2 separate regions of the Mus musculus genome follow, and region 2 is linked to region 1. Evidence: chromatin contacts called from public HiChIP or PLAC-seq data. All regions are on one chromosome and are shown on one strand. The core of a region is the stretch at or near the end of the contact, and the rest is flanking DNA. Distances in the headings are between cores, read along the strand shown. Region 1 holds the start of Prrt2 (proline-rich transmembrane protein 2). Region 2 has its middle 7.0 kb from the start of Gm51457.

What was found. HiChIP or PLAC-seq counts read pairs in DNA pulled down with a chosen protein or histone mark.
Region 2: a contact with region 1 is called in an H3K4me3 HiChIP or PLAC-seq map of the SCID.adh cell line, with 12 read pairs. The contact joins the enhancer-like site here to the promoter of Prrt2 in region 1. A contact is called at or near these places in 4 of 39 promoter capture datasets (the HPC-7 cell line, embryonic stem cells, neural stem cells and 1 more), 1 of 15 datasets of contacts at CTCF or cohesin (pro-B cells), 19 of 484 Hi-C or Micro-C datasets (8-cell embryo, B cells, CD4 T cells and 14 more), 11 of 115 datasets of contacts at active chromatin or transcription factors (the HPC-7 cell line, the SCID.adh cell line, bone marrow-derived macrophages and 6 more) and 4 of 9 other capture datasets (adipose tissue, embryonic stem cells, liver and 1 more).

What each region holds. Positions count from the first base shown.
Region 1 is chr7:127,017,580-127,024,903 of GRCm38.p6, forward strand. Prrt2 (proline-rich transmembrane protein 2) reads right to left here and starts at 3,632. Exons shown (of 4, transcript NM_001102563.1): 1 at 3,426-3,632; 2 at 1,816-2,776; 3 at 1,305-1,437; 4 at 1-1,151. The coding sequence starts at 2,712. The coding sequence ends at 1,141. It overlaps Maz (MYC-associated zinc finger protein (purine-binding transcription factor)), which reads right to left. Exons shown (of 5, transcript NM_010772.1): 3 at 7,297-7,324; 4 at 6,865-7,036; 5 at 4,555-5,589. The coding sequence ends at 5,435.
Region 2 is chr7:127,066,248-127,073,773 of GRCm38.p6, forward strand. No RefSeq gene overlaps it. Among named protein-coding and RNA genes, the nearest start is that of Gm51457, 7.0 kb to the right of the region's middle. Within about 2 kb of position 5,959, at least 17 of the 459 cell types and tissues checked have an H3K27ac peak or open chromatin away from gene starts, as enhancers often do. A contact at or near this core is called in the MNK3 cell line and the SCID.adh cell line, where this site is marked.

The DNA of each region.
Region 1 (7,324 bases), core at 2,382-4,881:
AGCATTCAGCATACAAAAAGGGAGACTCAGTTTTATTTTTTGAAAAGGAATTTTAGTTTTCCCCCAACTTTTTTTTTTTTTTTTAAAAAAGAAAGGAAACAAACAAAAAACCCCGCCAACTCTGAAATGCATCGCAGCTGGCTCTCTGCCTCCTCAGAGGGCTGTCGCGTGCAACAAACCTCCCTCATCCTCTTAGAGAATAATTACAGAGCTCCCCCACCCTTCCCTTGCTCCCTGCAGCTGGGAACTTTGGTCCTGTTTTTGTTTGTTTGTTTTGTTTTGAATTCTACTGTTTACAAAGCACATAAATAGACCTTCAAACAAGAAACTCTGAGGTTAAAAAGCCCAAACGGGCAGATCAATTCAGGCTGACTCTTCAGGCGCAGCTATGCCCCTTCCTCCCCTGGATGTTCAGAATAAGGACTCTCAGAAGGTCCCCCAGGTGAGGACTCACTTGCCAGCTTTGGGACCCAATAGGCACCTTAGGGGTAGGGGTAGGGTATGGTCTGGGCCTGGGTGGTCCCCAGTAGAGAACAGTCAGAGCCCCCAGCTAGGCTCCTCTCCCCACACCATCCTTCTTCCCTCAGCCTGACCTAAGTACTGCAGTTTTTGCAGACTAAGTGTTGGCAGGAGGGTGAAGACGCTAAGGGGGAGATGAAAAGGGAGAAAGGGTCAGGGGACGTGGCAAGGGGAAAAACGGTGTTAAGGAAGGGGAGAACGGGATGGGTTAGATACCAAGACAATGAACGTTGGGAGGCCAGGGATAAGGTTCAGAGGATTCCAGAGGCAGGAAGAAGTGCAGGGAGGCTGGGAGAGATGCAGAGGTGCAGAGTACAATTTAGATGTTCAGGAAGGCTTCCAGAAGTGCAGAGAGGTTTTCAGAGTGCAGGGTTAGGGAGGTCAAGAGGCAGGAGTGGGGTGGGGGTCTGCAGGCAAAAGTGCAGGGAGAAAGGAAGCCTATGGCTGGCAGAGGAGCCTGGCAGGATGCAGGGGGAAAGAAGCTGTAAACAAGGCCGCTCAGGCTCCCTTGGTCCCTAGAGATGGGGGCCAGGGCCATGGACTGGGATTCTCCCAGGACAGGGATGGACCCAAGACAGCTCCCAACAGGAAGAAAAGTCTTGGAATGCAGGGCAGAGCCCCTCACTTATACACTGTGGGAGAGGAGAGGGAAAGACAGACAGGGAAGGAGACAGGAAGAGACAAAGGCATAGGGAGGACAGACAGGAGAGAGCAGGGTCAGGGGTTAGTAAAGCTGCCCTGGTCAACCCTCCGCGCCTCCCTTCCTGTCCCTGACCCCCACTCACCGCCTAAGTTGATGACGCAGGAGGCGATGATGATGAGGACCCCCCCAACCAGCGCCACGATGCTTAAGAGCTTGGCTACTCGGCCCAGACGTTGAGCCCCATCCACGTCCCCCTGTTGCAGGCTGTTCCGGGACTGGGGTGAGGGTGAGGGGTTTGGAGGTATCATGGCCCAGGTCAGCAGGAGCCAGCCCAGCAGGGATCAGGTGAGAGTCCAGAGGAGGAAGGTCAGCCCAATGGGGTTGAGAAAGGAAGGAGAATTGGGGACGCAGGAGGAAGAGGGTACAGGTCAGTAAGATTATATGACACATCTGTTTCCCTCCCGCTTGAAGGGGTCGGGCAGGAGTGCCTTGGAAGGTTAGGTCCTGGGGAGAGACAAGCAAAGGGCCAGCAATTGGAAAAGTGGGATCCATGCAGAGAGGTGAGGGAAGGTGTCATTACTGGGGCTCTGGGCTGACACTGGCACGAAGCTGAGAGCCACAGTACACTTGGGCCAGGGTCCCTTGGGGCTCACCATGACGGCATAAGCGAAGGCCACAATGTTGACAGGCCACATGGGGCAGAAGCAGGACAGGATGGCAAGGATGATATAGTCCCGAGGTTTCTGGGTGCCTTCGCCCCCTTCCACCCCAGGCCCTGCCAGCTGGGAGCTGGGATGACGGCTTAGGCTACCTCGAGGAGATCCTGGATGCCCACCGTGTGCCCTTCCTATTCTGTCTTCCTCAACGAGTTTCTGCAGCACACGGGGGGGAGCCCCATTGGCTGGGGGTGTTTTAGTTGAGGGTGGTGAGTGAGGTTGGGGGGCTGGGCCCTCTTCCCCGTCACCAGCCTGAAGGGGAACCACTGCTCCGTTTTCTTGTTTTTCCCCTGTACTTTCTGTCAGGACCTCTGTGGTAGGGTCCTCTTGGGTGGGGGGCTCTGCCTGAAGGGGTGGTTTAGGAGGAGGCTGGGAAGTTGGCTGAGGGTCTGACTGGGTGTTTATCTGAAAAGCAGGCTCCGAGGTTGGCTCAGGAGGGGCTGTAGACTGCGGCTCAGACCCTTCCTCTGCTGCAGTCTCTCTGTTCACATCTGGTTTGGATGCTGGCTCTTGGCGTGCCTCGCTGGGGCTGGGGCTGGGGCTGGCCTTGGAGCCTTCTTCTGGGTTTAAACTGAGGTCTGTGGCCTGGACTGTTTCTGGGGTTTCAACTGGGGTCTCTGTGGTTTCTGGTGCCAGCTCTGCCTTAGGCCCTGAGTCCACAGGGGCTGCAGTGATGCCTGGGCCCGGCTGAAGGGCCTCTGGCTGGTCTGGGATCTCTGCTACAACCTGGACAGGACCTAGTCCTTCTTCAGAATGCCTGGGACCTTCTGTCTGGGTTTTGGAACTGTCTTCCACCCCCTTCATCTCAGAGACCTGAGAGCTGCTGGCTGCCATCTTAGAGAAGCGAGATGGGAGAGGGCCCGTGGGGAAGAGGAGACAACAGTGACAGTAGCAAATCCTGGAAGAGGAGGAGACAGGCTTGGTGAGGAGGGAAGAGTGTCTCTCATCACCACAGGCTCAAGAGGGCTAGGATTCTGTTTCAAGGCTAGCCTGTACTGTCCCTAGGGAGAGGAGGAAAAGTTGGGATTTCCTTTGCTTTAAGGTGGAGAAGTATTTTAAAGTCGGCTTGGAGAGCCATGGGAAGATAAGCCCTTTTCTAAACAGAACTGCTCTTGGGTCTGTTCCTAGATCCATCCAACACACCCAACAAGACCCAGTCTCTCAGCTTCCAACTCGAAGGCGCACCAGAACATGAAAATCTGTGCATGCGTCAGGCACTCCAACAGGCAGACTGACCAGGACCCCACACAGTCTGCTCCTTCTGTACCCTTCCCTCCTCTCTGGGCACCACCTAAGAAGTGCAGGGTTTCCTACTGTGCATTTGGGCTCAAATGCCCGTCTACCTCCTTCCAGCCCCATTCTTGGGGAAGACCCAGTATCTTGTGCATACCTTCTTAGCCCTTCTTTTAGGGGTTCCCTTGTTGCTTTCAGCAGAGGCTGAGGGGGAGGGGATCTTCTCCCGATGGTACGACGCACCCAGCACCACCCTCTAGTTCGCCTGGCACCTGCATTCTCATGCCACCCAGCTGTCTGTCGTCCACACCTACCAGCAGTCTCAGTTGGTCCCAGTCTCATCCGCTGCCAGCCTCGGGACTGCTCCTGCGTCCCGCCGCCACCGCCGCTGCTGCTGCAGCAGCCGCAGACCGGGGAGGGAACAAGTCTGTGAGCAATGAAGGGAGGTGGCGGGTCTCCCCTCCTCTCTCCTCCGGGTTTGCTCGGCCCTTCTTCTCTGGTCCCCTCCCCTAAGCTCCACTGCTGCCGCGCCGCCCCCGCCCCTAGCACGCCTCCTGCCCCTCCCGGATAGCCCAAGAGAACCTCGTGCCAGGCCCCGTGTTACCTGGGTAACCGGCCTGGGGACCACTCGTGCCCCCTCCCTGCCCTTTCTCGCCCCCTCCCTGTCCTTTCTCACGCGCACCTCCTGGTGGGGCACCCCCTTCTTCCTAAGTCCTCGGCCCCTCCCGCCAACGGTCACCGGGGGATCCTGGCAGAGACCTAGGTCTGCGAAGAGACGGACCAGTGAGGATTGGGTGGAGGCACCCTGAGCAGCATAGATGGGTTAAGCAAACAGGTCTAAGTTTGGGGTGGCTGCAGGGGAACTGCGTGGGGTTTCAAGAGAAGGGAGCCTGCAGAACTGAAGCCTTCCTACTCTTGGAAAGCAGCAGCAGCAATGCGTGATGGAAGCTTAAGGGAGGGTCTTTGTAAAGGTTTGAGCAAAGCCCAGAAATGGAAATTCCAGCAAGCTAGGAAGGGCCAGGGCAAGCAGTCCATGACCACCACAGTGGGACCCGAATGCAGCTTACTGAACCCTGTGTCAACCATGGACCCTGGGATCTGTATGTGCAGCCTGGTGCTGGGTTGTAGACAGGACAGCATCAATAACTAGCTTGGCATCCCTAATCTCCAGTGGGTATTCTGTGCCTGTTCAGATTGGGTATTCCCTGAAGACCTGGAATCTGCTCTCCATAACTTCTGGATTCTTGGCCCTACCCTAAATTTGTGTTGTACTGCAGCTAGAGGTTGTACCTCAGAAGAGAGAAGCTACCACTTTGCAGAGCAGGAAAGGTTGGGACCAAGATCAAGGTCAACAAAGAACCCCTCCCTCTCCCTGGGAGGGGTGAGGCATGAGCACACACAACAGGGGGCTTGGTGAAGATAACTTAGGAACTCAGAGACAAGTTTTTATTTAAAATTTATTGTAATGGGGTCTGCGCAAAAGGAGGGAGGGGAGGGTGGGGAACATGCAAGGGACACAGGAACACGATGACATGGCCAGGGCCATAGCTTCTGTTATGGGAAAGAGGAAGAAAGACCAGGGCTGGAGCTGGGGTGGAAGAGGGAAGGGGGAGACACTGTGGCTGCATTCCCCCACCCCCAGGAAGCACCTCTTGTCCCTGGCTCCCCTCCTTTGCCCTGGCCCCCTAAGATTCCATCTCTCTTGTTCTGCCTCTGGCTCCAGTGGCTCCTTCTGATGCTCCCCTTGGCTTCTCCCTGGACAGACACTCCAGTAGGATGCTTGGGGTTTAACCACCCAACCTTACTCAAGTATCCCTCTGCCTTCCCCGCTTCTGCCCCTCCTCAATACCACCTTTTCTCTCCTCTGGGACAGAATCTTCTTTCCCCTCCTCTCTCCTCCCTACCCCTGGGAAAAAACAACAACAAAAAAGAAAGCACCAACTCCCCAGGAAGGGGCAGCAGACAGTAGGGGAGGGGACAGAAGGAGGAGAGCACAGGACCTTCTAGGAAAGGCTCACAAATCCCTGGGAGGCAAGGCAAGGGGTTAAAGGTGAGGGCAGTGGCTGCTGCTGTCCTCTGCCACCCCTGCTCATTGTCCAGGGGACTTCAACACAACTCAGGGGACAGGTGTTTGTAGGGTCAGCTCTGATAGGGAGAAGAAAGGAGCAGGAGAAACATTGTTAAAACCTAGTGAATTCCTTCTTCCTCCTCTCTGTCTGGAGGCTCCTTGGTTGATGAAGAGTCGTGAGGAGTTGGTGGGAAGAGGAGACTGTACCAAGAAGAGCTTTCCTCCACTCTCCCCTCTCCCCCATCAACTTGGAGCTCACCAAGGCTGGGAGGGAAGTGGCTGAGAGCTCACTGGTACCCCCTCTGCCCCAGAGAGGGAGCCCACAGCTGTGGGGGGGGCTGCCACCACTGCTGCTGCCGCCGCCGCCGCTGCTGCTGCCGCTGCCGCCATTGGACAAACCTCACCAGTACCTATAGGGAGAAACACCAAGGATCACAGCACAACCTAAATGGCAAGAAACATGTTCCATACCCCAGACTTTTCAACTATTTCCCTATTTCCCCTGGGACACAGCCGTTACTTCCTATCTGGTCCCCAGAGGCTTCGGCCTGCCTGCTTACCCAGACTGAGCATGTCCATACTGCCCTCTCTGGATCCCAAGGCTCCCTAATCTGAGTGACAGACTGGCATCCCTGGCCTTCCTGCGATCCCCTATTGGGCCCTTTGAGTTCCCTTGTCCCACACATCCCATGCTGCCCCCCCCAGCCATGTCCCACACCTTGCCTGGTGGGTGCAGGGGTCCCCCTCAGCAGGTAGGCTGTGGCTGGGGGGCATCTCCCGGGATAGGAGGGGCGGCCCCCCCCAGATGGGTCTGCATGTGGCCGGCCAGCTGGGCAGGGGTCTTGCAGTGCACGCTGCACAGCTTACACAGGATGCGGTCAGCCCGCGGGGCCTGGAGCCCATGGTCCTTCACCGCGTGGATGCGCAGGTATGCTGCTGTGGTGAAGCCTATTGGGGGGGGGGGTTGGGATGGGGGGTTGGGGTCAGCCTGGTGGAGACCCCAGAGACAGGGCTGTTCTCCTAGGCTGGGGACACCCTCCTCACATGGCACTGTCCTCCTCCCACATCCTTGGTAGGCTGGGGCCAACTACTCCAGAGAAGCATAGCCTTTCCCTACGCTTGCTGGGGACTGGTTTGTGTGGTGCCCTTACTTAGTCCTTAATCTCTACAGAGACCGTCCACGACACGGCTACCTAGCTTTTTAAAGGCTTGACTCTCAGTGGAGACGGCTGTGTCCCCCCCCTCTCCAGTGCCCCCGTCTCAGCTCCTTTAGTCACCAACCACAGTGAAACAGCTTTCTGCTACTGGGTAGGGTGCATGCTCGTCACACCCCTGCTGATGTACTCCACCTGCCCCAGGAGCTGGAGACAAGAGCTTGTGGCTGCTAAGTTGAAACCCTTGGGACTGGCTTTTTGGCTATTCCTTTCTCAAAGTAACCACGTCCCACTTCATTCTCCCAAGCACACCCATGAGGTTGAATTTCTGGTAGACGGTCTCCTGTGAACCATGGCACATAATTTAGTGGTGGTGTTTCCAATGCTGTTGTACTTGCCCCTTAAAGAGTTCTCTCTACTCGCCACAAGCTCTTAGCTGCAGCACCCTTGACCCACATCGGTGAAAAAAAACCCAACAGCTCTGTGCCCCCCTTTTTAGTCCCTGCCCTCCTGGCACCCCTTAGCATGTACCTTTGTTGCAGAGCTCACAGACATGGTGAGGGCCCTGGCTGTGCACCTTCATGTGGTCGGAAATATAAGCCGAGCTCAGCATCTTGCCACAGACATGACATGGCACCTTCTCCTCGTGTCGGACTGTGTGCGCTCGGAGGCGATCCTTCGTAGCAAAAGCTGCCTCACATTTCTGGGGGAGGGTGTGGGGTCACAGGAGAGTTAAAGCTTCGGGGAGTAGAGAGAAGGGAGCAAGATAAGGGGATCAGAGTCTCGGGGGTCTTTGATCTGTAGGAAATGGGCGTGAGATGACCAGGCCTTGAAGGAGAAATGTGAAAATGGAGTGAAGAGGCAAAAAGAGAGAGAAAAAGGGGGTCTGAGAGGCTGAACCCACACAGCTACAATGAGGATCAAAATCATGAAAACCAGGACAGGAGGAAGCTGGCTTCCTACCTCACATTTGAAGGGCCGCTCTGTTGAG
Region 2 (7,526 bases), core at 4,709-7,208, 51 kb after region 1:
TTCTGCTTAGAATGACTCTTTTGGATTTTGTCATATTTTCAGCAGATGACATCAATATGTCTTTAAACTTTTTAAATTGCTTAGCCCAATTTCACTAAATCTTGTTTATTCTGAGACAAATTCCCTTTAAACTGGCATGGAAGCATGCTAAAGACATCAGCAAAGATGAGATGACTGTTGGCTGTGTATTTCTAATGTCTCTTGTCTGCCTGGTGGCTTGTCCCCTTTATAAGGTCGTGACTGATTCCAGCTCTTGTGACTCATCAATGACGAACGGTGGGAGTCATCCACACTTCCAACAACCAAAAGCCTTAAGTGCTTCCCTGTGGCTTATAAATATCACTCCCAGCCATGGCAGAAATCTTGAGCATATTCTGTGGCTAAACTCTGATTAATGGCTGTGCTTTATGGATCTGAGAATTTTAGAGGCTAACCGTAAATATAAGGGAAGATATTTTGAATCATCTGGCTTGACTTTACTAGGGAAACAAAAGCATTCACTTTACCGACATGGGAATTTGCCTGTGGAGATTCTCGACACTTAGGACGGATGCTTGCTACCAGATCTTCTTCAGCGGTACTTGTAAAATAAGCAGGTTTGGAATCACTGTTCGTTAGACCTGGGGACTTGGAATTAGACAGCTTGCACTTGGCGGCACCACAAATGCCTTATGGTTAGCAACTCCTGGCTGACATTGCCGCAGGATACATGAGATAGGTGTGTTTTCAGATGCCTGTGGTGGCAGGGGTGCTGGCTGAAAACTACAACCCACCCTGGGGATCCTCGAGGTGGGCAAAAGAAGTCTGTTTTCACTGCCATGACCATTAAGCATCTAATTTTATTTCTTAACTAAGCATATAATAGGCAATTTAACATACAGAGCTTTCAACTGTGCACAAAGGATCCTTGCTGGTATCGTTCTGCAGACTTTACTACTAAACTCAGAAGTGAAGTTAGGCGCAGTCAGTCATCTTTTGGCAGTAGCCCCAGGCTGTCTGTCTTATGTGCATTTTTTTTTTTTAATATAAGAAAGCATTTCCTTTGAGGCTCTCAGTTTCAGAGGATCCATGACCATCACTTGTGGGTCCTGAGGACTGAACTTAGGCTGCCAGGCTTGGTGGCAAGTGTCTTACTTGTTGAGCCCTCTCACTTCCTACCTGACCTCCTACAGCACACGCCTTAAGTTTCAGTTGGTTATTAGAATCATGGTTCTCAGTGGAAGAGAGTGTATCTACTTTCGGGTGTTAGCCTTAGCATTACATGTAACAATCTGCTGTGTGCTTGACTGTCCGAATATTCTTAAGAATGGCATCTTTTCTTCCCAGTCTACTGAATGATGAAGCTCTAGTTTCTAAGCTTGGACCTTCTAATGTCCCTTAGATCAGGCAGGGTCCCCGCATAGGTGTGGTCTATATTTTCTGTTGGGCTTAAAGAAGCCTCAAAAGACTGACTTCCAGCCATTGTCAAACCCTGATTTAAAGGATCCAAGTCTCAGAGAGGCGAAATGAAAGAAAGGGCTATTAAGGTAACATGGTCAAGAAAGAGAACTATACACGTGCGTGCACATACACACAATCTAGTTACATCTCTCTGAGAGTCAAAAATTAGTATGAGTATCAGTGTATCTTCCTCCTAGCTTCCTTTTTTTTTTTTTTTTTTTTTTTTTTTTTTTGGTTTTTTGAGACAGGGTTTCTCTGTGTAGCCCTGGCTGTCCTGGAGCTCACTCTGAAGACCAGGCTGCCTCGAACTCAGAAATCCACCTGCCTCTGTCTCCCAAGCGCTGGGATTAAAGGCGTGCGCCACCACTGCCTGGCCTCTTCCTAGATTCCTGAAAGATAGTTTTCTACTGTTTGCCTTCAAAGAGGAACAAGATGTAGAACTCTCAGCTCCTTCTCCAGCACCTGCCTGGATGCTGCCATGCTTAATGTCTTAATGATAATGGGCTGAACCTCTGAACCTGTAAGCCAGTTTCAGTTAAATTATTCTGGGAAGTGTTTTCTGAGAGCACAAAGAAGCTGTGTTCCAGAGAGCGCTGAGATCGTACCTCAGCTTCAGCTGGATTTGGTAACATGTAAGAGTCACCCAGGTGGTACTGGTTCTGAAGGCATGAAGGGGTCATGAAGAACAGCTGAGGCTTGGCACTGTGGGAGGCCATGGAAGGCCATTGGTGAAGGTGCAGCCTCAGTTGCAGTTGATGGCCCAGAACTGAAGGCGTCATGCAGAGGAGTTGAGGCTGGGCACCATGAAGGGAGCCTCTGAGAGGCTACTGGTGAAGCCTAGTTGCAGTGAGAAACCCCATCATGTTAGAGATGCCAGTACCATGGGATGACCATCAGGAACAGCAGCAACAGTGGAGTAGAATCAACCAGACCCTGGAATGCTACAGTGGGCAAAGCTAGAGATATGACCCAAACCCTTTGGAGGAACCCAGAAGATAATTTGTGGGTACCAGACATTGGAACAAGAAGCTGTAACTTCAATGTTGCCTTGGGGACGCCAAGATGTTTGAGATGCCAGAGTCATGGGATACCTGTTATGGAAAACTACTAACAGGGAGTGGAACTAGCCACCAAAGAGAGTTGTGCTGCAGTCAACAAAGCAGAAAGGAGTTGGATATCAGATGTGGAGATGCTGAATTTAGAGTTTTCCCAGCTGGTTTTTGGTCTTGCATTGGTCCAGTATTTCCTCAGTATGAAGCTTTGGAATGATAATGTATATCCTGTGACGGTGGAGGTATGTGATCCACTTTTTTTGATTTTATAAGGGATTACAATTAAGTGATTGGATGAATCTCAGAAGAGACTTTGAATTTTTACAGACTATGGGACTTTTGGAGTTGGACTAAATGTATTTTTTATTATGCTTTGGCTAAGTCTGGCCCCCATAGACTTGTGTGTTTGAAGAAGATTATGGGATCAGGGAGTAGAATGTAGTGGCCCAGGGAGTGGCATATTAGGAAATGTGGCCTTTTTGGAGTAGGTATGACTTTGTTGGAGGAAGTGTGTCACTGTGAAGGTAGGTTTTGAGATCCTTCTCCTAGCTTCCTGGAACTCAGTCTTTGCCTTTGGAAGACCTCCTTCTCCATCACCACAGCTGCCTGGACGCTGCCATGCTTCCTGCATTGATGATAATGGACTGAAACTCTGAGACTGTAAGATAGCCCCAGTTAAATGTTGTCTTTTATAAGAGTTGCCTTAGTCATGGTGTCTACTCACAGCAATGAAACCCTAAGACGCTCAGCTATGGAGCACAGTTAAGGCCAGTCAGGGTTGAATGAAGCCAAACACGAGGCTGGAGAGACCCGCCAGCAGTTAAGAGCATTGACTGCTTTTCCACAGGACCCAGAGATTCGTTCCCAGCACCCATATCAGGTGGCTCCCAACTGCAACTTCAGATCCCCGGGGTCTGATGCCCTATTCTGGTCCCCATGGGCAGTCTCACACATGTGTCATACATAAAAACACATGCCCATAAATGAATATAGATCTTTTTAAATAGAGAGAGGCTCTTTCCAGTCAGTGACAATCAATGGGCACCTCTCAAGAACACTGACACAGTGCCATAGGACAGGGGCAAGAAGAAGTGTAAGCTGGGACAACCTGCTGCCAACGCTGAGATCACCCTCAGAGCACACACAAAGGCTGAGTTCCAGGAGGCAATACAAAGAATCCTGTGCCTGAGATTGCATGTGAGGACTTTGCTTGGGACTCTGACTGGGCCATGCGGTAGAGCAAAAGCTATGTGCTAACCCTATAGGTGGAACAACATTATGAACTAACCAGTACCCCGGAGCTTTTGACTCTAGCTGCATATGTATCAAAAGATGGCCTAGTTGGCCATCACTGGAAAGAGAGGCCCATTGGACTTGCAAACTTTATATTCCCCAGTACAGGGGAATACCAGGGCCAAAAAGTGGGAGTGGGTGGGTAGGGGGGTTGGGGGGAGGGCATGGGGGACTTTTGGGATAGCATTGGAAATGTAAATGAGGAAAATACCTAATGAAAAAAAAATGGAACTCAAAATCTACAGTCACAAAACAATGATCAGAGGCAACTTCAATAAAACAGATTTGATCACTCTCTTTTGCACACCTAAATTTTAAAGAACATTAATTATAATAAATATATTTTGAAAATGAAAAAAAAAGCTATGTGCTAGAGAGCAAGGGGCTGGAGTTCTGTGTGAGCAAGATCAAATCCCAGAAAGTAAGTCGCCATCCGTAGCTCATATAAATAAACGGATTGCTCATCCTATGTAGTAAGAGAGGAGGCTGCAGGCATGTGAGCAGCTGGCTCACAATTTAATCCCAGCACTCAGAAGGCAGAGGCAGGTGGATCTCTGTGAGTTTGAGGCCAGCCTGGAATATATAGGGAGTTCTAGGCCAGACTAAGACCCTATCTCAAAACAAAACCTTACATAAGAAAACCCAAGTAAATGTGTTGCCAAACAATGAGAGCTCTGCTACCTGTTTAGGGAAAATCCTCTCTACTTCCCTTTTAACAGAGCTGGCAGACAAGGCATCAGAGTCTTGCCAAACAAACCCAACACTGCTTTCTTCAACTGCTCCAATGGATACAGGACTCTAGCAAGCAAAAGTGGCCTCACCAGGCTGAAGAGGGGCCACCCTGTCTCATCTCCTGTTCTCCACAGCTCAGCGTGTGGCTGTCTACAGGTTTTCACCTCACTCTTTGCTTATTCGAAATCCAGCTACCTCAGACACCCTGGGTTCAGTCCTCCTGGTGCTCTCCAGGGTGCTCAGCACCCTGTCCCCAGCTGGTTTCCTCCACTTCCTTCTTGGCACCTTTACTTTAAATACATTCCTTGTACTCTCATATTTCTCTACTATGACTCTAATTGCCCTGCACTGTAATTTATCTGTTTGCATAGAGGCCCCCTCCACTAAACTAAACTCATTCTAGGCAGGTTACTCATACTGATTCATCTCTTCATTGCCAACATGAGCTAAGGCATCACACCTGGCCCAGCATAGCCATGCCATAAAGGATTGTTGAATGAATAGGCGAGGCAGTGCCTTGGGGCTGGCATGTGCTACTGAGACTTCTGTTCAGCCATCATCCTTGGCCTTTCCCAGGTCTGTGTCTTTTCTTCAAGATTCTCGCTCTGGTCAAACTGTCAAGCTTGAAGTGGGTGGGAGCATCTCATGGACACTGTATTATAAAGAGACATGGGATGCAGTCCTTACCCACTGTGAGACCTAGCAAGCTCCAGTTTCTGTTAACCAGATTAACCTTGTGTGTGCATGCCTGTGTGCACACGCATGCATGGCATTCCTTCACTGAATTATACCCCTAGTCTAAGCCAATCAAGCTCTGTCAAGCTCCTAGCATAGGCGTAGCATACAAGCCTGAATAATTTTCTAAAGAGTTCATCTAATAAGGTCTGTCAGTCACCTAGATAGGAAAACCCCCCTCAGAAAAGGACCTGGACTAGAATAAACCATCTCACCCAGTAATCTTTGTCTCCCTGTTTGCTTTAGCAGAGGTGGCAGGTTGTAGCCCCCACAAGCTCCCTCACTGCACGGTGACACACATCAAGGGTGTTTTTTCTTTGCAATGTCCTTTTGGCCACAGTCCACCCTCCTCGGTAGAGGGTACCCCACTTTACTCTGTAACAAACACAATGCACACTGTCCTCTTACCACTGTGCACCTCTCAAGCCCTCTCTCTGCTTTTGTCTGCCCATTCACTTTAGAAAAAAAAAATAATGACCCAAAGCTCAAGAAACCACAGAGCCAACCACACAGGCAAAAGCAGCCTGAACTCGAGGCTGACAGCTCTGGAAGATGGACGTGTGGAGTCAGTGTCTCCTGCCCAGGAGGTCTCAGGTTCCCAAAGGGCAGACACTAAGGGAGAACTCTTCACAGCACAGGGACCTGCTCAGGCACAGCCAGACACAGCATGGGGCTAACTCTGCCTGTGGCCAGGGAAGGGTGTTCACAGATGCCAGATCGTAGAGTTAAAGAATTTCAGCCTCACGTCAGAATGGATGTCCTATGGTCTTCCGTCTCACCATCCACTTTGAATGTGTTTAGCTTCCTCTTTAGGAGCAGGCCTTTCCATCCTGGTGCTGCCCTGTGCTCCTCCCCATGCCAGTTTCTCAGTTTGATTAATCCAGATTCTTGCCTCTTGGTGTCCACCCCCTATCTGATTTCCCCCACAGACCCTCTCACTTCGAATAGTCTGCAGATACCACAGTGACCATCTCAGTTGCTGCGGCACCTCCTGGAATGTTTGCCTGCTTGCACTAAACCCAGCACTTAGCAATCCCCAGAAACTCTGCATGGCTAACACCATAGGCTGCAAGCAAGGCGTTAGTGCATGGATCTCTGCCAGTGGTTGGTCGCCATGCTGTGCCTTCCCATTGGCCCTCTTTCCTCTGGGATCTACATGGATTGTAAAAATTGCTTCTGTAACCTCACTGGCTCTGCTCTGTTGCCTCCTCTTTAGCCCTCCTGACACATGCGGGTCTAACTCTTCTCCCTGCCGAGGGCCTCCTGGAGTCTGGCCTTAGAGCCAGATGAGAGTAAATCAAGACAGAAAAATGTAGGCTGAAGGCCAGTTCTGTCACTTGGGGCTGGTTGTTAAAAGTGTCACCTGTTTTTTTGTATTAGTAAAAGAAGGACATAGGCTGAGGGTTTTGCTCAATGGTGTGTGCCTACTATGCACGAGGCTCTGGTTAAAGGACGAGTTAGTTGCACTTTACAGGATTGAATAAAATCTATAGGTACGCCTAGAAAATTGTTAGGCTCATAGACTCACACTTGGTTCCAGCTGCTAGCAGGAGTGTCGGCTTCCTGCTGTGGAGCATCCAGAGACCCTGTCCTCACCTGGCAGGAAGACAAAGGAAAATGGTGTAATGGTCCACTGCGGAGAATGTACAAGGAAGATGTGGCTGAAGGATAAGTGTGGCCCATCCTAGAGTGAAAGTCAGGAACAATTCACTGTCAGGTCAATTTTAGAGGAAGCAGAGTAGAGTCGGAGAAGGTGGGTCATGCGTGACAGCTCCACCTAGCTCATGAGCTCCAGGGGAAGGGGGTGTCGGCACAATGGGCCAGCAGGCTCAAAACCTAGGGACTTGATGACCAGTTTAAGACAACCCTGGAGGATAACAAGACAGACACTGTGTAGTGACAGAACTCCCTAGAGCTCAGCCCTGGCTTTATTCCAAGGACAGGGCTGGAGCTATTTGCTGGGCTAGTCATTACTTCAGAGATTAGGGTAAGAAAATATAGGAGTGCCTGGACTCTCTTATAGAAGACCCAAATGTTTCCGGTGATTGGCAGGTTTGAAAGGAATTGACTCAGCAGAGGGGGTCTGGGTTCCCTTTCTGCTCTGGCACTTGCTAGATGTATGGCATTTTTTTTTTAAGTTTTCTCAAGATCAAAGGGCTCAGTTCTAAAACCAAGACCGTGGCAGGTGATATGGGATAATGCCCATCCCAGACGAACCGCTGGATCCCTTCACACCTAAGTCTCCAACTATAAGATAAGATGTGGCAGCCTCCG